Regions from separate parts of the Sus scrofa genome. Here region 1 is linked to region 2. Evidence: chromatin contacts called from public HiChIP or PLAC-seq data. All regions are on one chromosome and are shown on one strand. The core of a region is the stretch at or near the end of the contact, and the rest is flanking DNA. Distances in the headings are between cores, read along the strand shown.

Evidence for each region. HiChIP or PLAC-seq counts read pairs in DNA pulled down with a chosen protein or histone mark.
Region 1: a contact with region 2 is called in an H3K27ac HiChIP or PLAC-seq map of skeletal muscle. The contact joins two enhancer-like sites. A contact is called at or near these places in 2 of 47 Hi-C or Micro-C datasets (both in skeletal muscle) and 1 of 2 datasets of contacts at active chromatin or transcription factors (skeletal muscle).

The regions. Positions count from the first base shown.
Region 1 is chr1:58,388,873-58,392,469 of Sscrofa11.1, reverse strand. No RefSeq gene overlaps it. Among named protein-coding and RNA genes, the nearest start is that of BACH2, 110 kb to the right of the region's middle. Within about 2 kb of position 1,404, at least 9 of the 83 cell types and tissues checked have an H3K27ac peak or open chromatin away from gene starts, as enhancers often do. A contact at or near this core is called in skeletal muscle, where this site is marked.
Region 2 is chr1:58,202,171-58,205,563 of Sscrofa11.1, reverse strand. All of the region lies in intron 1 of BACH2 (transcription regulator protein BACH2), which reads left to right. Among named protein-coding and RNA genes, the nearest start is that of BACH2, 77 kb to the left of the region's middle. Within about 2 kb of position 1,988, at least 65 of the 83 cell types and tissues checked have an H3K27ac peak or open chromatin away from gene starts, as enhancers often do. A contact at or near this core is called in skeletal muscle, where this site is marked.

The DNA.
Region 1 (3,597 bases), core at 155-2,654, 190 kb before region 2:
GACCCTTGGGCATATTATTTCACTCAGTATTATAAGTTTCAGGAATTCATGTTTTCTGGTAAATGCAGGACTTTATTCCTTCTCCACAGAAGAGCTCAGATGATTCGATTTTCGATAACAAAACAGAATTTTATTTTGAGGGTGTCACATCATCCTCAAACATAGAAAGCTATATTATAAAATAAATATCAAACATCTAATTAAACACCCATTTTTCACTCTCTCTCTCTTTCCCTCCCACATCCACACACCCACACATACCCCCCCACACACACACACTCTCTCACTCTCAGGCACCCACACTTCCGGATCTACTAACCTAAATCAGTAGGCTGAAGGGTTTCTCAGAGACTCCCCTCAGCATTAAGGATGCTAATTGCTACTCTAGCAGTTACTGGAAGATCAAAGAACCGCCCACAGAGCAGAGCTGTGCTGTTTCATCTTCCACAGACCAAACACTAATACTTGCCCATCCCCCGCCATCCATCTCCCCCTCTCAAGCTGCCACATTGGACCAATTCCCTTTCCTCTTCCCCACATGCTCTCCCCGCCCCCAAATAGCTCTATGCCAAAAATAAACACTCAGAAAAATGCTTGTGGAATGAATGGAGAGAGGTAACTCCAGTATCATTATACCTCCCTTCTCATTACCATGGTTTGTCTAAGGATGTGCTTGTTTGTTTGCAGGCACCATTGAGAAACCCACCATAGGGAACCCCTGCCAGGTCAGTCTCTCAGGAGCTGGGGCAGGAATGCTGGGGCCTGTTGTTCCTCCAGCCCTAAAGGCCCTACACATAAGCCATGCATCCCCACCCCATCACCCGGCCCCGGGCCCCTCATTGCGGAAGTCAGAGGGCTTTCACTTGGGACCACAGCTCTGCATGCTGCAGGTGAGCAGGGCTATGAGAGAGGTCCCCTCCCTTGGAGCAAGACACTCCCCCTTGAGGATGAGCACGACAACAACGGAAAGAGCCTTCGGTCACCCCCTGCAAAGTGGAGTTGGCACAACCAGAGAGATCTGATCTCCTCATGGTGTAAAATGTCTGACCTCCCGTGGATGAAGGAGGCTCTCTCTATACTCTCGAGAAGCTTTGGAAAAAATATTCCGAGTTGTCTCAAGAGGAAAAATGAAATGCGACCCTTGGCAAGTCCAGGAGCCCGTTGAAGTGGACTAAAGAGACAGAGAGTCTCAGAGGAAAGTCTCCCTGGGCAGCCTGGGTCAAGGTGACCCAAGAAGTGGGTCAAGTGCAAGATGAGAAACAGCTGAGCTGCTGTCGCTGACCTGACGGTCTGACACGGCCACTCCTCCAGGGCGGCCAGAATAGCCAAATCCTCACCACAGAGGCAGCAGCCTGAGAGACAGAGGCTGCCAGGAATGGTGACATTAGCACAGCAAGCCCAGGCCACTCAGACAGTCACAGGAAAGATCAAGGTTCAGTATCAAGTTCCCATGTGACACACCCCAGGGCAAGAGTACATGGAGGGACGTCTCTAGACTGAATCTGAGTCGGTCTCCTTAGAGGGACAATGGTGACTCATTTACATACTCAGGCCCATAACCTAAAGGCATGTTGGGGGTAGTTGAATAACTTGTAAATTGAACAAAGACAGTTTCTTTGGGGAGTTCTCTGGTGGTCTAGGGGTTAGGACATGATGCTTTCACTGCTGTAGCCTGGTTCCATCCCGGGTCTGACAACTGATATCCCATATCAAGCTTCTGCGAGCCTCAGCCAAAAAAAAAAAAAAAAAAGTCCGTTTTCCTTAGATAGCATTCACTTTTGGTCCCTGATGCTCAAAACAAATACGAACTGTTCAACCTCCCAGTGAACACGTCCCAAAAGTCACTGACGCCACATTTTCGTTCATGCTATATTTAGCCACAGTGCCATTCCTTTCATTTCTCTGGATTTAGTTTTTAAAATATTACTCATCCTTCAAGCCCAACTGAAATGCTACCTCTGACATGAAGTGTTCCTCGACCACCTCAGGTCTAAGTGATTTTTCTCTCCTGAGTTCACCATTTCCGCTGCATGATGACTCCTGCCACATCCCATTTTGGTTTTGGTTTGTTTGTTTTCTTTTTAGGGCTGCACCCACAGCATATGGAGGTTTCCAGGCTAGGGGTCGAATGGGAGCCTCATCTGTGACCTACACCACAGCTCACAGCAACACGAGATCCTTAACCCACGGAGCAAGGCCAGGGATCAAACCTGTATCCTCATGGATACTGGTCGGATTCTTGACCCGCTGAGCCAACAGGAACTACCCATCCCACTTTGTGATGGAGCCATTCATGTGGGTCTCCAGTCACAGTGACTTCCAGGTGGCTAAATCCCATGGGCATTTTTAGTTGCCATCTAACCTGATCTCTCAATAGTACTTAATACTGTTGAATATATTCTGCTTCTTGGAAGAGTCATCACTATGGCATCTGTGGAGACATCTGGGGTTTGGCTGCTTGGCTTCTCTACCTTCTTCAGGTAACATGGCCCTGATTTTCTTTTGAGGAACTTTCTGTTCATGAGGTAGGTGTAAGCAGGACTGCTGCCAACCTCTAGTTCAGAGATGAGCACATAACCTGAATCCTGCCAACACGAGTGCTTCCCGGAGACTTGCTAGAACCAATAAAAGAGAAAGGTTTTCTCTGCCTTGGGTAGGATGTAAACCTGAAGCTTCTGGCAGTGACCTGATCAGGCCAACACATGGAATGACCCACTTGGCAAAGAACGAAGAGATGGAGAGAGACGCAGATGTCTGAGGGCCTGTTTAAATACTTGGATGCAGGCAGGTCTGACTAGTCCTGACTTTAGGTTCTTAGAGTCAGCAAATTCTTCTTTTTTCTGAAATCAGTTGGACGATGGATTTCAGCATCATGTATCTGAAATATCTGAAAGCATCTAGTTCAGCCTCTAGGACCCTACATCCTCTTGGCTTTCCTCCTGCCTGGTTGTTTCTGCTCTGCCTTCCTTGCTGACAATGTCCTCCTCTATCCAGACTTTAAATGTCATAATCCATCAAAGGCTGGTCCTAGTTCCTCCCTCGCTTCTGTTCTGTATGTCTCCCTTGGCGATCCCAGCCACACCTCTGGCCTCAGTCACCATCTCAAATTTAGAGCCATCACCCGGGTCTCTCTTAGGACTCCAGATATATAAATTCATCTGCAGACTCAGAGTGTCTTCTTGAATATCTCAAAGGCATCTTGAGCTGGTCACATCAGTCATGAATTATGACTGTTCCTCCCCGAACAGCTCCTCTCCTCCGATCCTATCACAGCAAACAGCACAAGGAAAAAACCTAGGGTCATCTAATGTATTCTCCACACTTTAGCCAAAGTGATTTATTTATTTATTTTTTTTAGAGGCACACCTGCAGCATATGGAAGTTCCCAGGCTAGGAGTCAAATCGGAGCCGCAGGTGCCAGCCTACACCAACAGCCACAGCAACACAGGATCTGAGCCTCGTCTGCAACCTATACCACAGCTCAGGGAAACACTGGATATTAACCCACTGAGGGAGGCCAGGGATCAAATCTGCATCTTCATGGATACTAGTCAGCTACATTACCGATGAGCCACAATGGGAACTCTCCAAGCATTT
Region 2 (3,393 bases), core at 739-3,238:
TGTACCTGGATGTAGCTCTAAAAAGACAAAAATAAATAAATAAATAAATAAATAAATAAATAAATAAATAAATAGAAGATTTGGGAAAGAATTAACTTTAATTTACTAGTTTAATAAAAATAGCTGGTAATACATACTTCTTGTGGGTATGGGAGGAAAATTAACCATTTTCTCGTTATCAACTATCTCGTCTTAAATATTTAAGAAGTTATAAGATACCTGAAATTGGGTAAAGGAGGAAATTTGGGATAAATACTTTGGAGGTGCTGTAAAAAAAGCGTCTGAATTCCGATAGCCTTGTCATTACTGGACACTATTAAAATGCTGATGTGAATGAGCCTAAATTTTGCAAATTATCAATTAGTCGAAAATGCCTATGGGTGCTTATTCTTCTGAAGCGTCATCTCTTTCAGTTTGGGCTCTGTAGGTGGAAAAGGGGGAAAGAAAAAAACACACGCTGGGGATCAAATTCTTTAGGGCAGAGAAAGGAATAGAGACTTTGGTTGACTTGGTTATTTGCAGCCAGTATGTCATCTGTGTGAGACTGATGTCATGCAGATTGAATGCAGAGACAAACTCAGGAGTGTGTGTGTGTGCGTGCGTGCGCGTGTGTGTTTTAAAGCCCCACTCCCAGAATATGGAGTGAGTGTGAAGGACATCACAACAACCCCTGGATCTGTCAAGAATGTACCTATTTTTAACATCCTGGATCAAGTGTCTGCACTCAATAGGAGATGAGGAAGGGGGTAGGACCGCGTGGGACTGACGCGGATGGTAACCGGTCCTCTGGCGTGTTTACAATCCAGCTGTGCATTCTTAATGGCTCTGCTGCTGCCGCGCCAGGTAAAGTTTTCTTTGCACGTGATGAATGGCAGAGAATTCTTTAGCAGGGGGAGCTAAAGGAGCTGGGAGGCAGCAACGGGAAGGGCAGAACGGAAAAGAGAGAAAAAGAAACACAGGGCTCCGGAGGGAGATGGTCTGTGCTTTGCAGTCGCTTGTGTGGATAGAAACCAGATGGTGAGCTGGAACCAGGCTCGCTCGGCTAGCTGGGGAGCCAAACATATGGTTAATGGTCGGGAGAAACAGCTTCCCGAGCCAGGGCTTTGCTGACTGCTTCATATTACAGATTGTTACAGTGTGTCATTACATTGCCAACCTAAGTGCTTAATACCCACTGCGGGCGGGCGCCGGGCAGCCACTCACAAGAAAGACTTTGAGTTCTTTGCTGGCTCTGAATGCAGAAGTGACCTCATAGGGAGGCTTCAAATGTCTGGTGCTGGGAGGTGGGGAGAAGGGTAATTTTGTAGTGGAAACAGCATTTTTTTTTTTTCCTTTTCTTTTTAATGAGCCAAGCCTTCACTCCACTAAATCTACTGTTTTTCTAAGGACCTTTTTGTATGAGTGTCTCTTTCTCTCTCTGTCTGTCTCTCTCCTTCTCTCTCTTTCACACACACACACACACACACACAGACACGTACGTCCTCGGGGAAGAAATCTCAGACCCAGGCCCTGTCCCCCCCATTTTCACCTGGATGCCCCATCCCTGCCCTCACAAGCCCCGCATTTGAAGTTGCTGTTTGGGGAGCTTTGGGCAACAGCAGGCCCGTGTTATCTAAGGAACTGCTGAGCCCATTCATCTGCTTTTCACGGCCCGCTTCCTTTTATTTTTAGCCAAATCCGTCAGGCCTGACAGGCGGGTAATTCGAGCCAGAGCAAGGGCAGCGCTCCAGGTCCTTTCCACAAAGCAATTCTTCTCCTCCCTCCTGGGAGGGCTCCAGACTTGGCCAGCTTCAGGCAGATGGATTTGTTGAGTCATGTGAGATCATTTACACAAAAACACAGTGAGGCAGTGGAAATTGAAAAAAAAAAAAAAAAGAGAGAGAGAGAGAGAAAAGAGGAGGGTGGGGGCAGAGGAAAGAGGAGGGGAAGGCAGGGAGTGTGTGCTGGGGAGCAGAGGAATGCGCAGCCAGGCAGCTAGACTGAGGAATGCCTAGATCATTTGTGTATAAGGTAATGTCTAGTTTACACAGCGGGGTGGAGCCAGGCTGCAGAGCCACCTCCAACCACTGGCCTGTATTTAAACGAGAGGAAGGGGGAGTGGGGAAAACTTTCTTGTTTTTCCTTAAGTTTTCAAGCAACACCCACCAAACAAAGACCACACTGTTGACAGCTTTGGATTCCAGTAGCGGTAAACGACCAGTGAGATGGTTTACAGAAAATGAGTTTGCTCTGTGATGTAACACAAGTTGGCTTTGTCCTGACTCCAGCATGACTGAGGCAGCAAGGCGAGGGAGGAGAGGAAAATTGGAACAGGACTCTCGGTTAATGGTTTCCAGAGATGATTTAGCAGGGCTGGAGTGGAGGGAGGAAAGTGGGATACGGTGGAGAATTGCTCCAAGGTGCCCCATAATTGCGGTAGGTAAAATAAAGTCATTACGATGGCTTCCTTGCTCAAGAGGCGTTGAGCAATGGTTCTGAAATGCCAAGGAAGGTATCATTTTTCCCTACTGAGGTATTCATTTCCCTCTTGCTTCTGGAACATTAAAAAAAAAAAAACAAACAAAAAAAAACCCAACTCTTACATCATGGTAAACAGTATTAACATTTAGTGAATCAGTTTTGTTTACTGTTTATACCACAAGCGTTTAAAACATTCCATTTAAAAAAAAAAAAAAAAAAAAACTGTCTCCTGCTCATTCATGAAATTCTTTTCCTCCTGCTTCAGATTTGCTTGCATGCATGAGCTGTGCTTCGATGGGGATTTTTCCTTCTTTTGCGGAAATCAAAGAGTTCATGAGAGAATGATGACTGCGTTATCAGAATATACATTCTTACACCAGATGTGTTAAAGGGTAGGCTGTGTTGAGGAAAGGGCATATTTTGAACCAGGTACAGAATGTTAGAAATGGAAGCATTTCAAAATATGCACCATGATTATTTTCATCAGGATACCTTTGGGCAGTTCTGCGTTTTAGGCCCTCGCATGCAGCTGTTTTTTAAACTTCCCCAGAATGTAGGTCAACATCACCACGGTTCCTCATATTTTGTTGGTATTTTGAAAGTTGAAACATTCTGCCATTTTTTTTCCCAGACCGAGATCTGCTCAGGTTACATGTGTGGTTATGGTGATCATGCAAGTGAGCTCATGAATTCCTTCCGTCAGTAGTCACCTCTGAATTATGACAGTAAGCACGCAGATCACACCTTAACCTGGAGTGAACACAGCACTCACGACGGTGCTGACGAACCGTCTAAAATTGAAACTGCTCCACTGTTTTCTAGGCAGCTTCAGTGATCCGACTGCAAGGTTACAACACAGTTTTCATTTATTTCGCTTCAAAAGAGAACTGATACATTTTTGTGGTGGTGATTTGTGCACATTTGGACAGCGTG